Linked DNA regions of Sus scrofa: region 1 is linked to region 2. Evidence: chromatin contacts called from public Hi-C data. All regions are on one chromosome and are shown on one strand. Each heading gives the region's core, a stretch centred on a gene start, on an enhancer-like site or on the middle of the called end of the contact. The rest is flanking DNA. Distances are from core to core; before and after follow the strand shown. Region 1 has its middle 19 kb from the start of RHOJ. Region 2 overlaps RHOJ (ras homolog family member J).

Region 1 (3,579 bases), core at 318-2,817, 81 kb after region 2:
AACTTTTCTTATCTTTCAAGTCTGAATAGCTTCGTTTTAAAAGTTAATTTAGACATTTAAAAAATTTAGAATAACTTTAAAGAAGAGTTGCAAGAATATTGCAAAGAACTCCCATACATTTGTAATCCAGATTCAACAGTTGTTAACATCTTGCCACATTTACTTTGTTATGCCTTTTCCCTTTGTATATACACGATATTTCTTTGACCTTTGGAGAATACGTTGCAGATGTCATATTCCTTTGCCCCTAAATACTTAAGTATATATTTCCTAAGAATTAGCTCATTTTCATATATAGCCATAGTTCAGTGATCAAATTCAGTAAATAATAGCATATTTATTATACTATTTTATAATTTGCAGTCTCTATTCAAGTTTCTTCATAGTAATCTTCTCCATTCCCCCTCCCCAGAGGTTCCAACCTAAGATTATGCATTTCCTTTAGTCATCATGTTTCTTTACATCTTTAGTGTGGATAGTCCTTTAGCCTTTATTTGTCTTTCAAGATGTAATTTTTGAAGAATATAAATCAGTGTTTTATAAAATGCTCCCCATTTTAGGTTTAGCTGATGTTTTCTAAGGATCAGATTCAGGTTATGCATTTTGGGTAGGAGTACTATATAAGTTACAATGTAACTTATATAATAATGGTTGCATTATTCCCAGTGCACCATGTTAGGAGGCAGATGGTGCCAATTTACCTGATTATTGGTAATGGTAACTTTAGTCACTGGGTTAAAGTGGTATTTGCCAGGATTCTTCAGAATAAAGCTGTCATTGGTCCCTTTATCGTAAGTAATCTGAAAGAGTTAAATTTTAAAGTAAAACTTTTCCCTGAACATCTGCATCTACAACTCAAAATTTTGTTTGTTAATCGCCAGATCTCTAGGAGGAAGGTGCAACTAGGAAGATAGAAGCAAGCTCACTGAACGTGATATGGGACCAGTGCTAATTTTTTCAGCTTCTAATATGTATTTGTTGAAATTTCTCCATCACACCCTGGGGTTAAACTTGGAGGCTGGTGGTAGAGATCACATTCCTGATGTGGTTCCGGCCCATCTGGGAGACAGAAGGAGACATCTGGTCTTTGTTCTACCCCTACTGGACCACAAGGTTGTCTGATTTTTATTCAACATTTATCCACATTATTTTACATAAATTACCATTGCCTTAACTCCCCCCTACATGAGGACTTTAATATTCCTAATGTCCTGGAAGTGGGTATTGGCTTTTATCCTTGTCTCTCACACCCGATACTAATCAATCCTAGAATGCCAAAACAGGCCTTAAAACATCAAGAATCTATTCATGTATTTGTGAAGAAAGGTGCAACAAAGCTTGTTTTCATCTTATTCTTGAATTAAATGGTTATTTTCGTAGACATACTGTCACCAGTTTTAACAAAAATTCTGTAACAGCCATAAATATGAAAAATAACATACTTGTGTAAGGAATCATGCATATTTTTATTTTATAAACTTCTAGTGAGTCATCCAGTATGAATTTTGGCAGACTCACATAAAGTAGTACAGTTCTGTGATTTTTTTTCAGACTTTGATAACATCGGGCTACATTTTGTCTGTTCCACATCTGCTCAAAGCTTACAAGTTTACCAAAATTCCTGTTGTATAAGGACTGCTCTAAATGAGATTTCAGAGAGAATTCCCTTTAAGTATGAATATTCAAATAAAGGATTTGTGCTTAATCCACTCCCATAGAAATTGGCTTTCCTAGTCCTGTATTTCTGGTTGCTTCACCCTCGAGTGATCTCCTCAAGGGTTAAAAATAATTACAGGACATGTATTCCATTCAATCATATAGTCTCCATGATTGACCCCACAGTAATGGAAGGGATCACAAAACAGAAAGAAAAGTACATCTAATGCTCTTTAGTAGTGTATCACATCTGGTAATAATCAATTGCCTTATTTATTATTAATAAATTAAAATGTTTAATATCCATTTTGAAACAGGACCCTTACCTCCTTTGGTTAAGTACTGAGATTGGACACTTCAAAAATACACATTGCTGACATGAGCAACTAACCCTAGCCCAATAGCAGGTTGAGTAATTTGAGTGCTCTTAGAATACTTTCAACTAAATAAAAATTATGAAAATTTTTTTGTGGCCTTGAACACATTGTACTTTATAATAAATTATAAGACATTTTCTTGCACAACATAGTTTTAGACTCTCTTATAGTGTTCAATTGCTGCAAGACAATTTTCCTGTGGGAAAAATATCAAAAGACCCTAATAATTTGATAATGTTCCTCTTATTTCTCCTTCATGGAAAGAATATTGAACAATTTCAAATTGATCTCAAGCATTATTTAAAACTAAGATACAGAGGGTATATTTGTTAGGGTAAAGGCTAAAGTACTATAAAAAAGAAACCTAGTAATACTGAGGCTTAAAGAGTATTTCATTTGGAATGAGTTCCAACTATACAACACAGGGAACTATCTCCAATCTGATGGGACAGACCATTGTGGGAGATGGTATGAGAAAAAGAAAGGATATATATGTATGACTGGATCACTATGCTGTGCAGAAGAAATTGGCACAACACTATAAATCAACTATAAAAAAAAAGGAGTACAGAAGCCTATTTCTTTTGTGCTATAGTTTAGTACATGTAGACTGGTGGGTCTTTCTGCTCCACATGATCATTCAGGAAACCAGGTTCCTGTCACCTTGTCTCTGGCTCTTTTTTAGTATGTTGTCTTTGTTGTTGATGGTTGAAGCTAGGTTATGGGCACATATGTGTTCCAGTCTTTCAGAAAGGAAAGAGTATGAAGAAGTGTATGTCCAATGTCTTAGGGTCCAGACCAAGAAGTGGCACACATTTGTTCTGCTCATGTTCCTTGGCTGCATAATTCCCAAATGCCAGGGAGTCTGGGAACGTGGTACAGCCTGCCAGTTGTGTATCCAGTGAAAATTGTCTTCCTATGAAAGAAGAGGTGGACATTTAGCTCTGTAGAGAGGTTGGATAACTTGTGAGGGGCACAAAGCTAGTAAGAGAAAGAGTAAGTGGGATTCAAAACCAAGTTGTCTTTGTTCCTTAAATACTGGCCTTAAATATTGTTTAACTGCTGTATAACAACCCATAATGTGGTTATTTTTTTATGATTCTGTGGGTTGGCTGGGTGGTTTTTCTGTTGCCTGGAATCACTCTTGTGGCTACTTTTCAGCTAGCAGATTGGCTCAAGGCTGGGTTCAGGTGAAGCTGCAAGTGGGGCACCTTGATTCTTTCTCTTGTAGCTTCTCCACATGACCAGCTTAGGCTTCCTGATAGAGTGTAAGACAGGATTCCAGCAGGAGGTATTCCAGGAGCATAGAAACAGAATCCACAAAGTTTCTGAAACCTGGCACAGGAAGGCACACATCTTCACTTGTACTGTGTTCTTTCGGTAAAATCAAGTCAGAGAGCCAGTGCAGTCTTAATGGGAGGCTCCATGGCTTTATGAGAGTAGTGGAAAACTCTAATTACAAAAAGTATATGGGATGGGAGATACTATTGTGTCCATCTTTCTAAGCAATATACTGCAAATACTAGGCAATTTTACTTCTGAAAAT
Region 2 (3,731 bases), core at 506-3,005:
GTTGTTTATGTTAACTCTGAGCCACAGTTAGTACGAGACAAAGACAAGGGCACTGCTTCTTGGTTTGCTCATATAAGATCATCTAATTAGAACATTCCAGCAAGATGGAACCCTATAGCTGGGTTCAGAGACTTATTTCTTTTTAGTGGCTCAGGGATTAATCAATTGGTTTTGAGACCCACCTCTCTTTCTTGTTCTTAACTCTGACCAAGTGAGTAGTTTTGAATTAGTCATAGATTTCCCTTAGCTTTGTGACCTCAACAGCAGTTGCTACAATAGACCTGAAGAGGCTAGGTTATTCTCTCTGAGGCTGGGAATGGAAATTTTGGGACAAAGCTTCAAAATTAAATTTGTTACAAAGCCTTATTGGAAGAGTTATAGAACCATGGGTAATGGTTATTTTCCACTGCATCCTCCTAATGTTGGGAACAATGTTTCAACCACCAAAGACGTCCAGGGTAGAGATTTTCACATTTTAATGTGCAGACGAATCACCTAGAGATCTTCTTACAATGCATTTTCAATGTGTTCCATAGGCTGGAGATGGGGCCTGAAATTCTGCATCTCTAATAAGGCCCCTGGTGATGCCGATGATGCTGGTCCCTGAACCAGACTTAGAAGAGTGGGTCTCCAAGTGTGGTATGCAGACCAGCAGCAGCATCATGAGGAAACCTGTCAGAAAGGTAAATACTCGGGCACCATCCCAGACCTGTAGAATCAGAAACTCTGAGGGTGGCACCCAGTGGCTGGGTTTTGACAAGCCCTACAGGTGATTTCTGATCCCTGCTCACATGTGAGAACCACTGTTCCACAAAAGGATAACCTGTCATCCTTCTGAGGGAGGCAATTCAATATTTCACCCTTCTTTACTGCTGAAAGTTCTCCCTTGAGTCTAGCTTCAAATTGTTTTGCTTAATTATTCCAGTTCTTTTAGGCATTTTTGAGGTCATTTTTAAAGTTTCCAATTATAGAATTTTAGTCCTAGAAGGAACCTTAAGATGTGTTCTGATTTCTTTTCCCCATGATTTGTGCTCCCCTATCAACCTTGTCCACCTCTGGGCTTTCAAAATCGCTGGTGGAAAACATTAAAGGGGAAGTTAAGTTGAAAAAGCAATATTTACAACCCACTTGTTGTTATAGTCTGTCTGCACATGTCACTTTCTCTGGTGTCAGAGGTTTGTGTCCATTTGGAGTTCAAAGATATTTTTTTCTACTGCTTTAGAGGCTCGACTCTTATGCTAGTATTCTTTTTAAAATTTTCTAAAAAGGACTGAGCAGTAGAAAAGAATAAACTTTCTTTTATGCTTTTATGTGGTTTTATTGGATTTGGAATTAAATAGAGGCGAAGGGAGGTTGTTTGGGGAACACTTGATGCACAGAAGCTAAGAGTTGCAGAGGGTTGCTATGGAATTGGGGAGAGCTGGGTGGGCGCATGGGGCACAGAGGGCTATTGTAGCAAGTGGGGGAAGCAGAGGAGTTTGAGTCATGTGGCAGTCCTTGCTGTATTGTACTTTTCAAAGTGGATGATAGTAAGACAATATGATGATGGGGGAGAAGGGTGTTGACTCTTTTCCAGGCTGTGAAGTCCTGATGAATGTGGACACCTCAGTGACCATGTGATTGATGGAGAGTAGGCAACTCCAGCCCAAAGGACTTCCTCTGCTGCTGCAATGCTTTCCAGTGGAGTGTGGTCAGGCAGGAGCTGTGCTGTGAGCCCTTGCTCAGAGGGGCCACATCAGTTTTCCACCCTGGGTAGCTAGGGGCAGCCTTTCCTAGTCCTGTGTCTTGCTATTATTGTAAGAGGTCTCCTCCACTCTCCGGGGCCTAGAGGAGTTGGCTAAACCAGCCATCTCCCAGGGAGTTTGAAGGAAACTTCAGGGTGGTGCTAGATTGCCAAGTTCTCCATAGCCTCTGACATCCCAAGACATTTCTGCAGTGGTCCTTGCAAATGTACACAGAAACCCCAAAGAAAATTTATTTATTATGGTTTTTTTTCTAGTAGAGAGGTTTCAAGTTGAGCAAAAAGACGTATCTCCAGATAATTGTGAAAAAAAAATGTGTAACTGCAAATGACTATTATCAGGAAGCTCACAGTGGGAATAAGCATGGTCAAACGTTCACTCCAAAGGACTTAAGATGTATGAATTTGGACAGACTGAGCAACCCGCTGATTTTGACCTAAATAAATGACCCAGGATGTACGATTACAAAAGCTCTGTCAGAGAAATTGGGCCACAGCCATCAATTGCTTAACCACTTCCCCTCTAGCCCGTGAACTTGTACCATTTGAAACTTTTCCTAGTGGAGTATGTGGGGCAGGAGGGAATAAAGATAAGGTGGCATTTTTACCCAGTAGAGCAAGTGCTAACTAAGAAAACATTAAGAGTGCCATCCCATGGCCTTACATTACTGGTTGGCCAGGTGCTCCAACTTGAAGAACTATTTCTGACAGAAAGAGACTATTTCAAGAATCTTAGAGAGTTTAGAGTCAACCTCAGTTATTCCTCACTTTGGGAAAACATCTAGGATCCTGGCTTTTCTTCTTTCTAACACTTAATCCATCTTTTTCCTACTCCCAGATTCCTATCTCCTATTTTTTTTTTTTTTTGTACTTCTCCACAGCCTGTTAGGCAATTCAAATAAAGAGCAGGAAAGAATATAATATGATGGAGTTCCCCTGTGGTGCAGCACCTCTGGTTGCTGCTGTGGTGCAAGTTCAATCCCTGGCCCAGGAATTTTCACATGCTGCAGGCACAGCCAAGAAAAAAAAGGATATAACATAAATGAAATAATGGCTGAAACTAAAACTTATTAAATTGACTCAGCAATCCTGGGTCTGGAATTGGTAGGAAGAAATGGGAACTCTTGACCAAATATGCTGTTTGGTTCATGACCATCATCAGTCAGTAAATGAATTATCTGCCTGTCAACACCTTGAGTCTTATAATGATTTTTTTGTAATGATGAATATTTTAAGATAGTAAAAATATTTTGGTTGTCATTTGGTTAGACTGTAAATTTGCCCCAGGTGATCACAGGAGGTAATATGTGTACCGTTCGTCCCCAGATGCCTAACCAAATGGATCAGTCTCCCCAGCCTCCTAAACCCTTAGTGAACCAAAGAATAAAAACATACCTGTCCTGCAGTGTCGTACAGGCCGAGCAAGTGCTGCTTGCCTCCCACTGTCACGGTAACTAGGGGAGAAGAGAAGGGAGAGTCTGTAAGTGCAAAAGCTTCAATCAGGAGCCTTTGCATTTCTCCCCACCAGCATCTCCCTGGGCAGCTAGGACAAGCCTATGCCTTGTCCATGTACGTTCTAAACCAAGCTGACAGCATGGTTTCTGAATGAAAGGCAAGCATGGGCCGCAGTGAAAGCAGCTGGGCTGAGCCAAGTCCTAATGTCTAAGGAGAGGTATGCACTCCAGTGTCACCAGGACACTCTGCAGCCTGGTCACCAAACCTGTGAGGGCCCTACCAGATCCAGCTCCTGAAGGAGAAGGATGCTGGACTCTTTCTGGGCCATGTTATTTTCTTCTTTGATTGGGTTTGAGCCAGCTTTTCAGAATATAGACTCACGTAAGCAACTTCTCTGTTAGGAATCTCTTGGCATTTATTTGTGGTTGAAATGTTAAAAAAAAAAAAAAAAACTAATAAGCCAAGATAGTAACCCACCTGCCTATTTTACCGTCTCCAAGGTAAAGCTCATAATGAAATGAGAAGAGCTTAACAT

Evidence for each region. Hi-C and Micro-C count contacts between places; a contact is called where the count stands out from the background.
Region 1: a contact with region 2 is called in a Hi-C map of adipocytes, with 1.8 times the contacts expected there. The contact joins two enhancer-like sites. A contact is called at or near these places in 21 of 47 Hi-C or Micro-C datasets (adipocytes, alveolar macrophages, brain and 13 more) and 1 of 2 datasets of contacts at active chromatin or transcription factors (skeletal muscle).

What each region holds. Positions count from the first base shown.
Region 1 is chr1:194,860,999-194,864,577 of Sscrofa11.1, forward strand. No RefSeq gene overlaps it. Among named protein-coding and RNA genes, the nearest start is that of RHOJ, 19 kb to the left of the region's middle. Within about 2 kb of position 1,568, at least 3 of the 83 cell types and tissues checked have an H3K27ac peak or open chromatin away from gene starts, as enhancers often do.
Region 2 is chr1:194,779,491-194,783,221 of Sscrofa11.1, forward strand. It overlaps RHOJ (ras homolog family member J), which reads right to left. Exons shown (of 5, transcript NM_001168417.1): 2 at 3,137-3,195. Among named protein-coding and RNA genes, the nearest start is that of GPHB5, 44 kb to the left of the region's middle. Within about 2 kb of position 1,756, at least 4 of the 83 cell types and tissues checked have an H3K27ac peak or open chromatin away from gene starts, as enhancers often do.